Linked DNA regions of Anas platyrhynchos: region 2 is linked to region 1. The links are chromatin contacts, called in public Hi-C maps. All regions are on one chromosome and are shown on one strand. Each heading gives the region's core, a stretch centred on a gene start, on an enhancer-like site or on the middle of the called end of the contact. The rest is flanking DNA. Distances are from core to core; before and after follow the strand shown. Region 1 overlaps CRIPT (CXXC repeat containing interactor of PDZ3 domain). Region 2 has its middle 20 kb from the start of RHOQ.

Evidence for each region. A called contact is a pair of places that touch in the nucleus more often than the background predicts.
Region 2: a Hi-C map of liver shows a contact between it and region 1, with 4 times the contacts expected there. The contact joins two enhancer-like sites. A contact is called at or near these places in 6 of 8 Hi-C or Micro-C datasets (F1 follicle, F5 follicle, liver and 2 more).

What each region holds. Positions count from the first base shown.
Region 1 is chr3:39,136,062-39,142,958 of IASCAAS_PekinDuck_T2T, reverse strand. All of the region lies in intron 4 of CRIPT (CXXC repeat containing interactor of PDZ3 domain), which reads left to right. Among named protein-coding and RNA genes, the nearest start is that of PIGF, 26 kb to the left of the region's middle. Within about 2 kb of position 3,343, at least 2 of the 8 cell types and tissues checked have an H3K27ac peak or open chromatin away from gene starts, as enhancers often do.
Region 2 is chr3:39,219,683-39,226,579 of IASCAAS_PekinDuck_T2T, reverse strand. No RefSeq gene overlaps it. Among named protein-coding and RNA genes, the nearest start is that of RHOQ, 20 kb to the right of the region's middle. Within about 2 kb of position 3,184, at least 1 of the 8 cell types and tissues checked has an H3K27ac peak or open chromatin away from gene starts, as enhancers often do.

The DNA of each region.
Region 1 (6,897 bases), core at 2,094-4,593:
GGTAATAGATGCGTTAAATCAGGGTCTGTGAATGCTCTTCACAAATGACATTTATTAAGACTGGATTCTGTTAATGACACTGCAGAGTGCTGCATTTGGCAAGCAGTAAAGATGAAATGTAGCAGTCCTACACTGGCAGTTTGTCTGCTTTGTCCTGCTGTCACTCAGAAACGTCACTCACAGCTTTCCTCATTTCAGCCCTGACATGCTTTTGTGGTTTCTGTGTGTTTAGTTTCGAAGAGTTCCTGGTGGTGATTATTGTAATGCCATATGTTTCCAGAGCAGGCGAGGTCTGAGTAACACTGAATTGTTAATCGCATTCCTTGCCTCCAACACATCTCTGATTCCATCCAGAATACCCTCTAGCATGGCTTTGCTTCACTCCCCTCCGCTGAGACTTCTCTTGTTGCACTCTCAAAAGCCCGATGGCCTGTGGCCTCGCTTCATTTCCAAATTCCTTTCCCTTTCTACTGCTTCTGATGTGGCCCCTTACCCTTTCACTGCAATGTTCTCCCCATGAGGCTTAGTCAGCTGACGCTGCCAGGGAAATCAGTCCTCCCATTTAGCTTTTGGGTGTTCTCCTTTGTGAGACTCCTATTTGAAGTCTCTGGTTTCTTTTCTTTCAGCCTTTACAGACTTGGTTATGACACCACTACTCGCTTGCATAGATTCAGCTGCCATCGTCCTTCTTAGATGGAGGTCCCTTCCAGCCACCCCAGGAGCAAACATGGTTTCGTGGTTTCACAGGAACTGGGGGATGCAGGAGTCCTCCACAGAGCCCCCAGTTTAACCCTCCTAGCCCACCAAGACCGGATGGAAATTCTGTAGATCATTCCTAGCACACGTTTATCTCACCCATTACTGACAGAAGCTTTTGGGGGCTTCTTTCAGGACTCTTGTACTAGAACACTCACCCGGCAGAAATCTCCCATGTTGAAAATGAAACCACTTAAAACTGATCCAACTCAAAGCCGAAAGGAAAAACAGTTATTAAATATCCTCTTATCCTCACTTCTCTTTAGAAAATGTATCATTTGCCTAGCTCAATTTTTCCCTTTTTTTGAAATCTGTTCTTTCAGACTTGCCTTACAGGTCATGTTGTTTAAACTTGTCACTTTGGTGGCTTCTCCTGTGTGCTACCTAGCTTGCCTGCAATTTTCTTGAAGAGCGATACACAAATAGGACATAGGGATGCAACTGAGGCCTCATCTTTGCAGAATACAGCAGATTAATCAGCTCTAGTCTTACATAAGATATTTATTTTAATGCATCCCGGACTGGTATTTTTCTCTTTTTATAACAGAAGCATAATGCCTTGGAATTAGGTTGCCTCAGAGGTCAAGATGATCAAAGCTGACAAAATATCAGGGTTTGCATGCATGATCATCAGCAGAAGCACAGCTGTCATAAATTAGACCACGCCAATTTTCTGGTCCATTAGGTATTTATTAATTGAGTAAGCAGATACAAGCAAAGCAGCACTGGGCGGCTGGGGAGTCTCCGCTCCACCACGGCACGCAACTTCCCCTTTCCAGTGTTGCTGTTTTATAGCATTGAAGTTCCGGCATGTCGAGACTTGTTGACCTGTCGAGACCTGTTGACTTGTCGGGACCTGTCGCCTTGTCGACTTGTCGAGACTTGTTCTGAGGCTGCGCAGTCTGTTGTTGGGGGTCGTTATTCTTCCTCCAGTGATCACGCGTTGTGCTTGTGTTCAGGTGGGGGCAAAACAAGATGTCTTGCGGTGGATGGGTGGTATCTTACAGAATCTTTGTTTTAACAAGGATGTTTACCCAACCCCCCTTCCCCATTTGTCCCCATGTTACAATGCCGTGAGTTGTGAAACCTTATCTCCTCAGTAGATTCTTTAAATTCTCAAGGACAATGAACAAACCCCTACTAATTTATCACAACAGTGTTCACTGATGTTACGTTATTCAGTGTTCCAGTTATTCTGCTGATCATTTGCAGCTCTAGTTAACACTGCTGTCTTCTCCCCTCTGTTCTTGGGTTGCCTTGCCTCCTCTGTTGGCTAGCCTGCCTCTTGGTTTGCCTCTCTTCTTGGCTTGCATATCCACTTAGCATTGAACTGGCCAGGGCTGTGGGTGGAGAGGCTTTGTTGGTTGCTATATCCAAATGTAGGTGATGACACAGGGGGAAAGCGAGAGCAAGAAGGCTGTTGGGAATAAGAGTTGGCACCTAGCTCATGTGGCATGGGGATCCGTTATAAAAGCAATGAATAATGTTTCACTAACAGATGGATAGTCAACCTGCAAGCATGGGATGCTTCAAGAAAGTGCAGAAGGCAACGTGTTGCCATAAATGCCATCACTGCTAGCATGCCAAAAGAGAAGGAGGTAAAACTCAGTGCTCACCAAACAGTCCTTAACCCTCCAAAGGCTGTATGTGAAACTTTGGTGAGGTCTAGAACATGAACAAATTACCATGGAGTAGCAAACCACGCTGTAGCAGTCCAGAAGCAGCATGGTAGCTCTTTGCATTAACCCTATGGCAAGTACCAGGTTTGGTGGTAGCTTAACATTTTTGGACAGTTGAAACACCTCTGCACAGCACTAGTTAAATGTGCTGCATAGCAATATTAGATATCAGCCCATGGGTTTTATCTTTTGGTAGGCTCCCTGGCTTTGAGTGAGTAAAGAGAGCCTCAGCTAGAGCCACCCTTGCTGTTCCTGCTGGTGCTGCCTATGCACAGCCCGTGCAGAGCTGGGGCTGGGCTGGGGCCATGTAGCCAGCAGAGCTACGCCGATTAGCATCACCCGAGGGAACAGCTGCAGGCATTTCCATGTGCCTTTCCACAGTCCTCACAACCCTCTGTGCTGGCCTTTTGGCCTCTCACAAGTGCTAAAAGATGTTCACAAGCCACAACAAGCAGCTCCTTTTTGCTGTTGGTTCTGTTGGTACAATCCCACGTTTGATTTAAGTGTGAGGACCTTCACAGCACGGCTCTTTCACTATGGCGAGGCTTTCTCTCTCCACTTGCAGCTCGCTTGTTCCAATCATCCCTTTTCAGCTAAAAATACCTGCTGTCAGCCCTTGTGCCATTGCAGGATCAGAATGCCCTTTTTGTATGATGCCTCAGCCAGCTGGAATCTCCTTGTGGATTTTGAGTCTCTGGCTTTTATCACATTTCACTTTCTTCCTTTCTCCAAAGATTTTTTTTTTTCCCTTTCCCAAGGCTGTTTCTGCTATTCCTTCATTGTTCTCTGGGAGAGCTGGGAGTTGCAGTTAGTATTGCAACTGTTTGTTTGGGCCTACAAGGGTTAATGAAGGTTTTGCAGTGACTCATGAGAGCTCAGACTGTGATTCATCTAAACTCTACCGAAAATTCTTTCCAGAGCCAGGTCTCCCAGCCTGAGATGTGTTGTCCTCAGCTCTCACATGATGGATGCTATGCTTTGTGATCTGATTCGTTCTCTCAGCAGAATCCTTGAGCCTTTTAGCTTGAACTGCTTTCAAAGTAATAAGATACAATTTACCTTTGTTTTAACGTAGTTCTTCATGCATTATTGCTATCATTTCAGCGTATTCCTACTTATTTCTTCCTGCAATTTATCCTCCAGATTACTACTCCCCTTCCTGTCTTGCCTAGCAATGTCTTACACTTAGAATATAAAGTTCTCCTGTGACTCATATTCCAGGCAAAATGCCATTCATCCTAATAGAGTGAAACAGAGTATATATTCCTCCTATTAATTTAGCCAAATCTGTTTTGTGTTCAGATCATTTTCTGTACTTTCAAATAAATCTTATTTGTTCCTAACATCTTCTCAGTATCTCACCACACTTCACAGTTTAATAGACTAGACCTTATAGTTTCACTGTGAAGCATGTAATATTACGATTTTTTTTTTCCAAACGGCAAATTCAGATGTAGGTAGTTTATGAAATTTGTCAGCGGTCGTTAACTGGTAAATGAGCTGTGATCTGAATCAAGATCTCATTACTCCTTATTCTGAGCTTAACTCCTACTTCATTTTACATAAGCATAGTTTTGTAGTTCAGCATGTATATAAAACTCACCATTTTGGAGCTGAAGTTTTTGGCATGATTTGTATAACATTATAAGTTTGGTTTTATTACGGAAAAAAAAGAAAAAAAAAAAAAGAGGTAGTTGGGAAAAGCAGTTCTGACATCCAGGGCCATTTTATCACTCTATAACAGTTCTGCCTTGCAGGCTGAAAATTATGATGTGTTCTGATTTTGTTTTTGTAAGCTGGTTGCCAAGTCTAAAGGATGGACATCCTCTTCACAGGCTGCTCATACACCAGCCTATCAGTTCATCTGTTTTGAGCCTGAACTTTGCATCGTGAGCAGTAGCTGGTTATCTCAGCCAAGCCTGATAGCTTTTGGAGAATGAGGATGCTTCATATTGGGAGTTATGTGGTTGAGCTGTGTATTACATACTATCCAGGCATATCTAGTGGATGTGCTGCTATTTTTCCTTTTCTCCAGTTAAAAAGGGTTAAGCTATAGGGCTAACTATAAATAAAACTATTTATTTGATGTTTTGTTTGCTAATGTGGAAATTGTGCTTACTGAGCACTGCAGCAGTATCATTTAGTTTGCCCATTCCTGACTTTGGGCTTGAATTGATGCTATGTAGGTGGTTTTGTTAGGACACCTGGAAACTGAAGTTGGCCTTTTGAAGCTAATCAGTCTTTGGCAGATGATCTACAATTACAACGCTCAGAAATGAGACTGTGAAGGAGTGCTTAAGGCAAGACAACTCAAAGTCTGGGCAACAGGTTGTATTTGGCCCACAAAGGCCACTCATTCCCAGATGGCATGAGTTGTAGTCATGTGTTAGCAGCAACTTCGGTCTTCAGATGCCATCACTGCACAGTTAGTGGCAAGGACCACTCACATAATCATGGGAAATGAGGATACATGAATGTCCTGTCAGCAATCTGAGGCTTCACTGTGGGTTTTGAGACAAGCGAATGCCCATCCTGCAGATACCAGTAAGCCAAGGCACCAGCTTTCCCACTGCCACATCACACAGCTCTGTTCACCTGGGCTTCCCTGGGTGGTGGAGTCACCACAACGAGCTGCTCAGGTGGATGTGACTTCAGCCTGGAGGTGGCTGAAAGAAGAACTGCAGTCCTTATTCCCTTTAGATCCCTAGTGAATGGGGTAAAGGACTTATTTTCAGGAATATTTAACCCATCTTTGCAAAATGTAGCTGTGTCAAAGGAAGATTGAAAATGACCCCATCCTAGGAACCTAATCTGCCCAAGTACTGTAAGCTTGGAGTATTGGACTCAGAGGGCACATGGAGCAATGCTAATCTGCAGAGGAACTGCACGGGAGATTACAGATTTAGGTTTGTTTCAGAATCAAAGCAAAGCAAATTGCTCACATTTTTCACTACAAAACATTTTCAATTTTTTAATGGTAATTGTGAGTCTTATTTAAGCCTTCTCAGTGCCTCAGCACTGACTTTGGTGGAGATTAATCACACAACTGTCAAATAGGCTTCTTCCCTTTTGATTTAGAAGTACATTTATGGAGAGCATTAGCCCTCTTGGCTACAGAATCACATCAGAAGCAAGTAGCTAGTGCCAAGCAGACAACCCACCTTATTCAATCCCAAGTCTTTTCCAATATCACCTTCTCAGGACAGATCTTCTAGCTTCCATCTGCTGTATGGGTCTGCATTCTTTCTTCTTACATCTGTAACTTATGTTTTATTATATTTTCTGCTTGTGTCCAGTTTACCATGCCATCCAGACTGCTATGTATTATTGTCCTTTCCTCATTCTTCACAGCTGTTGTAATCTTTTGTTGAGTCTTTAAGCATCAGCATCAGTTAGGCACAGGTGTAATGTTGTTTTTCTCTCAGTATCTTTGTCTGTCCAGTGCACTCTCCCACTGTAGCTTCTGTATGGGACTTTGTTGAGGCAGCATAGTTCTGGTAATTACAAGATATAACAGCAACAGAGATACAGTGCTTTCTGTGTGCTCAGTCCCCTTTATGGTGGGCTACATCACATCATTTCTGTTGCGTATGGACCGGGCCTTGCTTTTTGTAAGCCAGCTTAAGAAATATCTGCAAGAGATATCTGTAGTCTTGCAGACCGGTCTTCTAAAAGTAAATTGATTTATTTACATACATTCTGCTGCCACAAAGGACACTGAGGCATAGAACTGTGCAGAAATCACAGTCCAGTTCCCAGGGAACAATTATACATCAAGAACAGATCCAAGGAAGCTTCTGAAAGACCTCAGTCAGAAGGACCTACGAAATTGTACTCACTTCACTGAGAAAATAGACTCTGTGCAGCTGCATTAACATGTACAAGATGTTCCTTATGATAACTATTCAGATAGCATGGCCAGGATCCAGCACCTGTACTGACAAATAACTCCATCAACTGAGACCTTCCCCAGAAACCTAGAAAAAGGTAAATGCACCCTCTTGCATGTCCTTGGCAGGCATAAATTCCTCCTTCCACAGAAATCTAACTGCATACAAACAGGCAGACCTGTACTGGAAAAGGAGAAAAGCATCAATAACTTGAAACAAAGGAGTATCAGAATAGCAATGCTAATGAGGTGTCAAATATTCCTTCTCTCTCTTTCCTTTCCTGCTGGTAGCTTAATGACAGTCTTCCTGCAAACTATCAACATGATTATCTCACAGATAATAGTTTCATAGGAACTCCCTCGTGGAATACCTCTATTCCCAAATACTGCTCTAAAGCAGTATGTGGTAGACACTGCATTTCTGATTTAAAATTACTCTAAATTTGTTTCTTACTCATTAGTCACAGAGTTTGGTCACATATACTGACACCAGTAAGACTATCAGACGAGCAAATATGATATTTTCTACTCTAGAAAGTACTAAATCTAAGAAAATGAAGATTTTTAGAACAT
Region 2 (6,897 bases), core at 1,935-4,434, 84 kb before region 1:
TATTGGCCTTTAAGGAATCAATAAACATTTTGGGTCAACTCAGGATATTCTATGATTCTATGATAAGCTTTTGCATTAGGCACATTTAGGCTTTTTGGTACATACACTATAATTTCCCCATATTTCTAGGCAGTAATCATGTTCGTGTTTAAGGTTGTATCAAATAATTCCATACACTCGCGTGAGGTCAAAGCTTGTCTTAAATAACAGAATAACAGGTACACAAATCCATTTGTTTGGAATTTATGAATGCTGGATAAGGTTATGAAATTGCTATATCATGGAAAGGCTCAGCATGTAATGAATCTGCAATTTGCTACCACAGCTGGTGTCATGTAACTCCCTGGAAACAGAAAAATCTAAGTGAGTCACCGACATGAACAGTTTTCCTTATAAATAGGACTGTCTTAGAAAATATGTATGGCTGCCATTGCACCCAGTGGTGAGAACTGGGGGTGAGTCACGGAAAAATCCCAGCAAAAGAGAAGGAACAAAGAGCAGGAAGTGGCTTTTGAAAACACGGATGTTAAGGGTTCAAAGGAGCACACTTTGACTGAGGGAAGTCTTTTGCTATTGTAGAGAACTGCAATAGAAATGCTAAGACTGATATGAATGGGAATTGTCTGGGTGTGGAAGTACCAGAAGGGACACAAGGTAGGAAAAAGACTGGAGGAATAGCAAGTGTTGTTGGCATCTAGATGAACAAGTCATTTTTTTAATTTTATTTTTTGTGCAGCTTCTCAGGACACCTTTGTTGAGAGAACAAAGGGCAGTAAATCCTGATTCATCATGGAGCTGGGCCAGGATGGAGAGATTTGTCACTGCCAGCTCCAAAAGAATACAAAAAGGTTCATACGAAACCAGCAGATGATTACCCATCTGTAAAGAACACGGATGTGAGGAGGACTCGGTTGCAGATGTCCTTGTCCTCTGCATCACTGCAAGGAATCCTGGCCAGGCTGCCTGAACACATTTTCGGTGCCCACGTGCTGGACAGGTTACTTCAGCACCTGCACACACAGGGCTGTGCCTGGCTGCTCAGCAGGTTGCTTGGACACGTGCATCCTGGTGCTTGTATGGGCTGAGAGGCTGGAAGCATGAATGAATGATATGTTTGGCTTCAGGTTTTGATTTTACAATAAAATCACCTTCCTCTCCCATAGGGTCTGGCATTGAGGCGCTACACTGTCAATAGAGGGTCGCAAAATTTCTAGACTATTTCTGAAAATTTGGATCACGTGGCTTTATGGTTTTAAATGAGCTCCTTGTTTAAACTTTTGTGTGCATGTTTGTCTGAGTTCACAAAGTGATTTCTATTTCAATAGTTCTGAAGAGAAAGTGAGATCATTAATTGCATTTACAGTTACTGGTTTAGAGAACTCTTAAGCAATCCCCAGGGTGATGCCAAGTACTGTAGCTGTCCAATAAGGTAATAAGAATGAACCCAATTCAAGTTGTTAACCCTCTGTGGTTTTATTAAAGCTGAGAATGAGCCATGGCTACCAAAACGCTACAAAATACCATTTGCTGAGATAATTGAGAGGGGTGCTCTGTGCATCCCTGTGGCTTAAAGTGATGACAGAAACTCTCTTACTCAAACACAGATCATCGACATTGGTATTTCATTGTGGGCACTGGAGTGAGTGTTGAAGGTAGTGCCCACCAAGTGAACATTTTGATTTTTTTTTAGTACTGCATAAGAAATGCATATGTTAACAGAAACCAAAGAGCCTGGTCTCACTCTTGGGTAAACATATATGTGTGTGTGTATATACGTATATACATACCTTGTCTTCTTAATCTGTCATAAAATATGGTTGGCTACTACATTACAGTCTTCTGGCATTGCAATGGGGTTTAAAAAGAGAACTGACATAAATCACCTCAACCTTTCTAGGTACCTCTTGTTGTATCTGCTTGATGTCAGCTTTGTTGCAGTGGGTATTACACTGGCTTCAGAACTACAGCACATCGCAACCTCAGCTTGGCTTTTGCTTATTCCACTAGCTCCTTCAGTTGGCTGTAGACAAGCCATCTACACCAAAGTTTCAAAATCACCCACCTAACACTAGTATCACACAGTCAGTGATACTCTGCGACCTCTTTATGACCTTTAATCCAAAGTGACAAGCTCAAATTCAGCTTTGCCTAAGCAGAGCTCTGATGTTGGCAGAGAGCTCACTTCTGTGCTGCAGGGGGGCTCAGTCGCGTTATTCAAACGCACGCTCTTGTATCAGAGTGTGTGTGTAAGAGAGAACATGTATCACAATAAAGGTCAGAAAATCTAAAAGTAGCTGTCCCCATTAAAGTAATTATTTTCCTGACACTCTTTTATAAGTTGCCCCTGTTAAAGGCACCCCTATTTGGGTGCCAACATACAGACAGGCCTTCCAGGAGTAACATACACCCTTCAGCAGCTTGGGGACTAATCTGCACCTCGGTTGCTGCCCAGGATCACAGCTCGTGCAGCAGCCCAGGCTGACTCAGCACCTCTTGTTGCTTACACACAGCAAACCCATACCCAGCATGGAGTCTGAAACTGGGAGTTTTTTTCTGCAGTTGCATCAAAGCAGCAAACAATAACGAAGACCGGCTGCAGCATAAGAAAGCTAACAGACAGGGCTCTGAGGCTTCACTCCTTAAAATGCCACAAACTCCTTCCAAAAACCCTAATCAAATAATTTAAGTTGTGTCCAGATCTGTTCATTTATACAACAGATCCTGATTCAAAGCTCATTTATCTCAAAACAGTAAAGTATCAGTATGTCCTGGATTCACTACACATTTCTAAATGAAAGATAATGTCACTTTAACCAAATACTTTGTGCATGTGTGTGAGAGAGTTTTATATGGGCTAAAAAATGTGAGCTCTTGTATGCAAAATGTCATAGAATCACAGAATGGTTTGGGTTGGAAAGCACCTTAAGGATCACCTAATTCCACCCCCCTGCTGTGTGCAGGGACACCTCCCACCAGCCCAGGATGCCCAAAGCCCCATTCAGCCTCACCCTGAACACCTCCAGGGATGGGGCACCCCCAGCTCCAGCACACAGAGGAGATGGGGAGCACAGCAGGTATGCACTGAGCCTTGGATAGTCTCTGCTTCAGACCTTAAGAAGCAGAGCACAAACTAGGCTGGCCCTGCGGATGCTCTGGCTCACAGTAAGAGTTGTTGCGGCCCCTGCAGGACTCCAGGGTATGAATCCAAACTTCACACATACTTTTTTTTCCCTGCCTGCAGTCGTTCCCCTCCTGCCTGAAGTGCAGGAACAAAGTAGCTGAGCATCAGATCCATTATATCCTTCTTCAGCACTAGGCTATGGAAGCCCAATTTCTTTATTTTTTCCATCTTACAAATATACAAATCGAAACGGTCCTGCTGGCTGTTGAGGATTTTGTTGCACATCACAGCCACTAGTTATGTGATTCCACTTTCGTTTCAAGCTTTGAGCTCTCATACCTACTAAAACTCCAGAGCAAAACACGGAGCCCAGAAGACAGATGACAATTTGAAGATCTTTAAGGCTCTTACTTGCTTGGAAATAAAAATAAAAAATCAATATGAGTTTTAAGCCAGTCATCATTTTGAAATCTCAGTCATCTGAGTCATGGTTTCTGAATAGTTGGATTTAGCAAGGGTGAGGGAACTATTATTTTTGTAGCACTGAAGATGTTGTGGTCCAGGACACAGTTTGGCTGCATGTACTGCTCTTCAGGAAGTATCCCGTGTCAGGGAGAGGAAGAAGAAACACAGAAACAAGCAGAGTGCAGTGGTGCCTGCCCTTTTCTAACTGTATTTTGTGGAATGTGCTATAAGAATAGCAGGGAGGCACTAAGCCTGAGGTCCTATCTTTTTGTGTGAGTTTGTCACTCTATTTTTTTTTTTCTTTCATTTTAATGCATATTCTTTATAATTCAGTTTGTGCTTTGCTCCCTTCTTCTGTCCTACTGCTCCTGAAGCGCTGCAGAGCCTCAGGACCATACCAGAGAGATCATTTCTGTATGAAATCAAGTGGTTCAATAAATCTGGAGTCATAGCTGACCAAAAATAGCCCGTTTCCTTTCTGTGGGTACATTCACAGACTGCACTCTCAGCACATAACTTCTAAAATTTCTGTTCCTTACCTCAGCTTGCTCAAACTTCAGGGTAAGAGGACATCACTTGATTATCACAGACGTGCTCATTGCACTGTGGTTTTTGATAAAGACCAAACTGGAGAAATTCCATAAATGCTGCCAAACAGACTGCTGCTACCGAAGGCATACATTGTGGTTAAAGCCACTGTTTTCTTGCTATATTTCTGTGTTATACTTTTAAGCACAGGTTTTGTTCTTTTCTTCTTAATAACTGCTCAATCAGAAGGTCTGAATCAGAAGACTGGATTGTCTGTGAGAATTTCAGCAGATGCTAAGGAGACAAATGGTCAAACACTGCAGTGAAAATGTAAGCAGGGGGAGTGAGCGCACCACCTGCTTTCAAAATTTTTGCTAGGCAACTGGATCAGATAATTAGTTAATAACAAGCAGATGCAGATCTCATGATAATCAAAAATCCCTGAGAACAAGAAGCACAGTTTTAGAAACCAGAGGCTTCCCAGTGTTACTGCTTTCCACCTCACCTATAAATATTAACTGGACATACCATCTGCGGATATCCCGAGAAACAGAGACAATCTGGGACCAGTTAGAGTCTGTCATTGATTTTCATGTTGTTTTTTTTTTTTCTTCCATGTCCCTTTCAAATGGTAGCAATTTTTCAGATGTAGCAGTTACCTGCTTCAGTTTGCAAGGACAGAAATTTGGCCACTTAGCTTCATTGCCCTCAATCACTGCCAGACACTAATGTAAGAATTGGATGAGGACAAATGTTTTTCTAGTTTAAAAATATCTGTTTTCTGATGAGGTTGGTATTTCCTCTGAATGTTCTCTTTTTTGAATCTTTTTAAAGGCTTCCAGAATCCCAAAAGCAAAAATCCTTGAATTGCAAGTGGAATAAACAAATTTTTCCAAAGGAACCTATGCAAGAAATGTGCATTTTGTCTTTTCAAGATAGTATTTCCGCCTCAGTCTAAGAACAATTGTAACAGATTTTGAAATGCCAGCACCAGTCACTTCCTCTGGTGATAAAGCATGGAGTGGGGAGTACGTGGAACACCATCTCCCACATAGTCAGCATTTCTTTTCCAGGGATTAGTGAATGCGCAGCTGAAGCCTAGTGTGATGTGTAAAAAGGGAGTTGGTAATTATTAGTACTGCCTGAGGAAACTCCTGATTTGACAAAGCCTGTGGGCATAATCCTATTGGTACCACTTCGGTTATTTGCGGAGCCTCGTCCTTGACTGGTCCTAGTCATGGTCTTTCAGTTCAGAATGGGCGACAGGCAAACACGGCAGCAAAAGGAAACAGTGTGAGCAAAACCGCCTAGGTTTTTGGAGGAACCCACTGCAAACCCTGGGAGGGTAATGACTTTTCTGTCCTTTGGTGTGATTAAGCACAAACACTCTGGGTTAAAGAGCACATTGGTAACTCAGATGTTCTGGTATTTGAAGCTGTGGGATATATGTCAGTTTAAATCCAGATGGCCGGGGATAAATATCAAGGCTTATTTTAATGCAGAAGCCACACAGGATTAAAGGAAATACCTGCTTTTCTTCTCATACAGAGAGGGTGAAAATAACTTGTGGAGACCTCAAATTTATGTATTATTTAAGGCCAGTTCTGACGCTGCTAAGTAGAGCCTTGTGGTGGCTGTATGCATGAAGGTGACCTGCATGAAGGGCACCAGCAAGAACCTGATTAAATTCTCCAATAATTCTCCATTGTTTCTTGGCAAAACCCTCAATCCAAATATTTTATGTAAGTATTTCTGAAGCTCCAGTCTTATAAAAGGTATTTGTATAATTTAAGTGTCTTCCACAAGGCTGTTTATAAATCTTTCTTCTGACCTAACCCCTTTAATCAAGGTGTTTTTGTTTATTTGTTTGTTTGTTTTTAATTAAACCTTTGCAACTGCTTCACAGTGGCTGCTTCTACCTACAGCGTAGGGTAAACTCCCACGAAGGCCAATAGCACCGCTGTTACCAGCAACACAAAATCTTTGCCTCAGATAGTCTGGATTCAACAATATCAATTATGATACTCTAGGATGACTTCTTCCAAAGGGCTGACCAAGTAAAGTAACCCAGGAGTTCCTGTTTAAAGCCCATGGCTCTCCTTTGAAATGTAGTTAAACTTCAAGGAAGGCGTCCTCTTCTGACAGGGACTATGAACAGCGGGGGATCCAGTACCCCCAATAGCCAACTAATCTTCACTGCCAAAAAAAAATGCAGCTACAGCCTGAACTACTGCAAGACATTCAGACACCCACAAAAGGCTGCAACTATCATTTTTATTTTTTGGAGTCTTCCTCCCTATCTGACCGTGGGGTTTACTGCCAGTCTATTGCCTACACAAAGGCAGGATCCTCGTATTTTATTTTTTTTACCCCTTCAACAGATTATATTTTGACCAGCGATGACACTGAACCTGGGAGTTCTGGGACTGAGGGAGCAGAAAGAGTGCATTCATGGCTATGGACAGCAACGCCCTGCATTCAAACCACCTTTCCAGTTAGCATTGCCTTTTCTTTTGGGGATCAAGAACATCCTAGGTCTGCAGGGAAGCAAGCAGGAAGGAAGACTCCACATATGTTCTGTTCCCAACCTTCTGTATCAGCAGAGAAAGCAGTCACAGACTGGTTCCTAAGAGGCAAGAGTGGAAGTTCAGAGCACTGCTGCAGGTCTGGGGGACAGAAAAATGCCACCCCTGATATTCATTGAGGCATTTCAATGATTTAGTTAAAAATACAGCATGACACTGATCAAGCTCAGCGCAGCTATGTGTGTATGTGCATGTCCC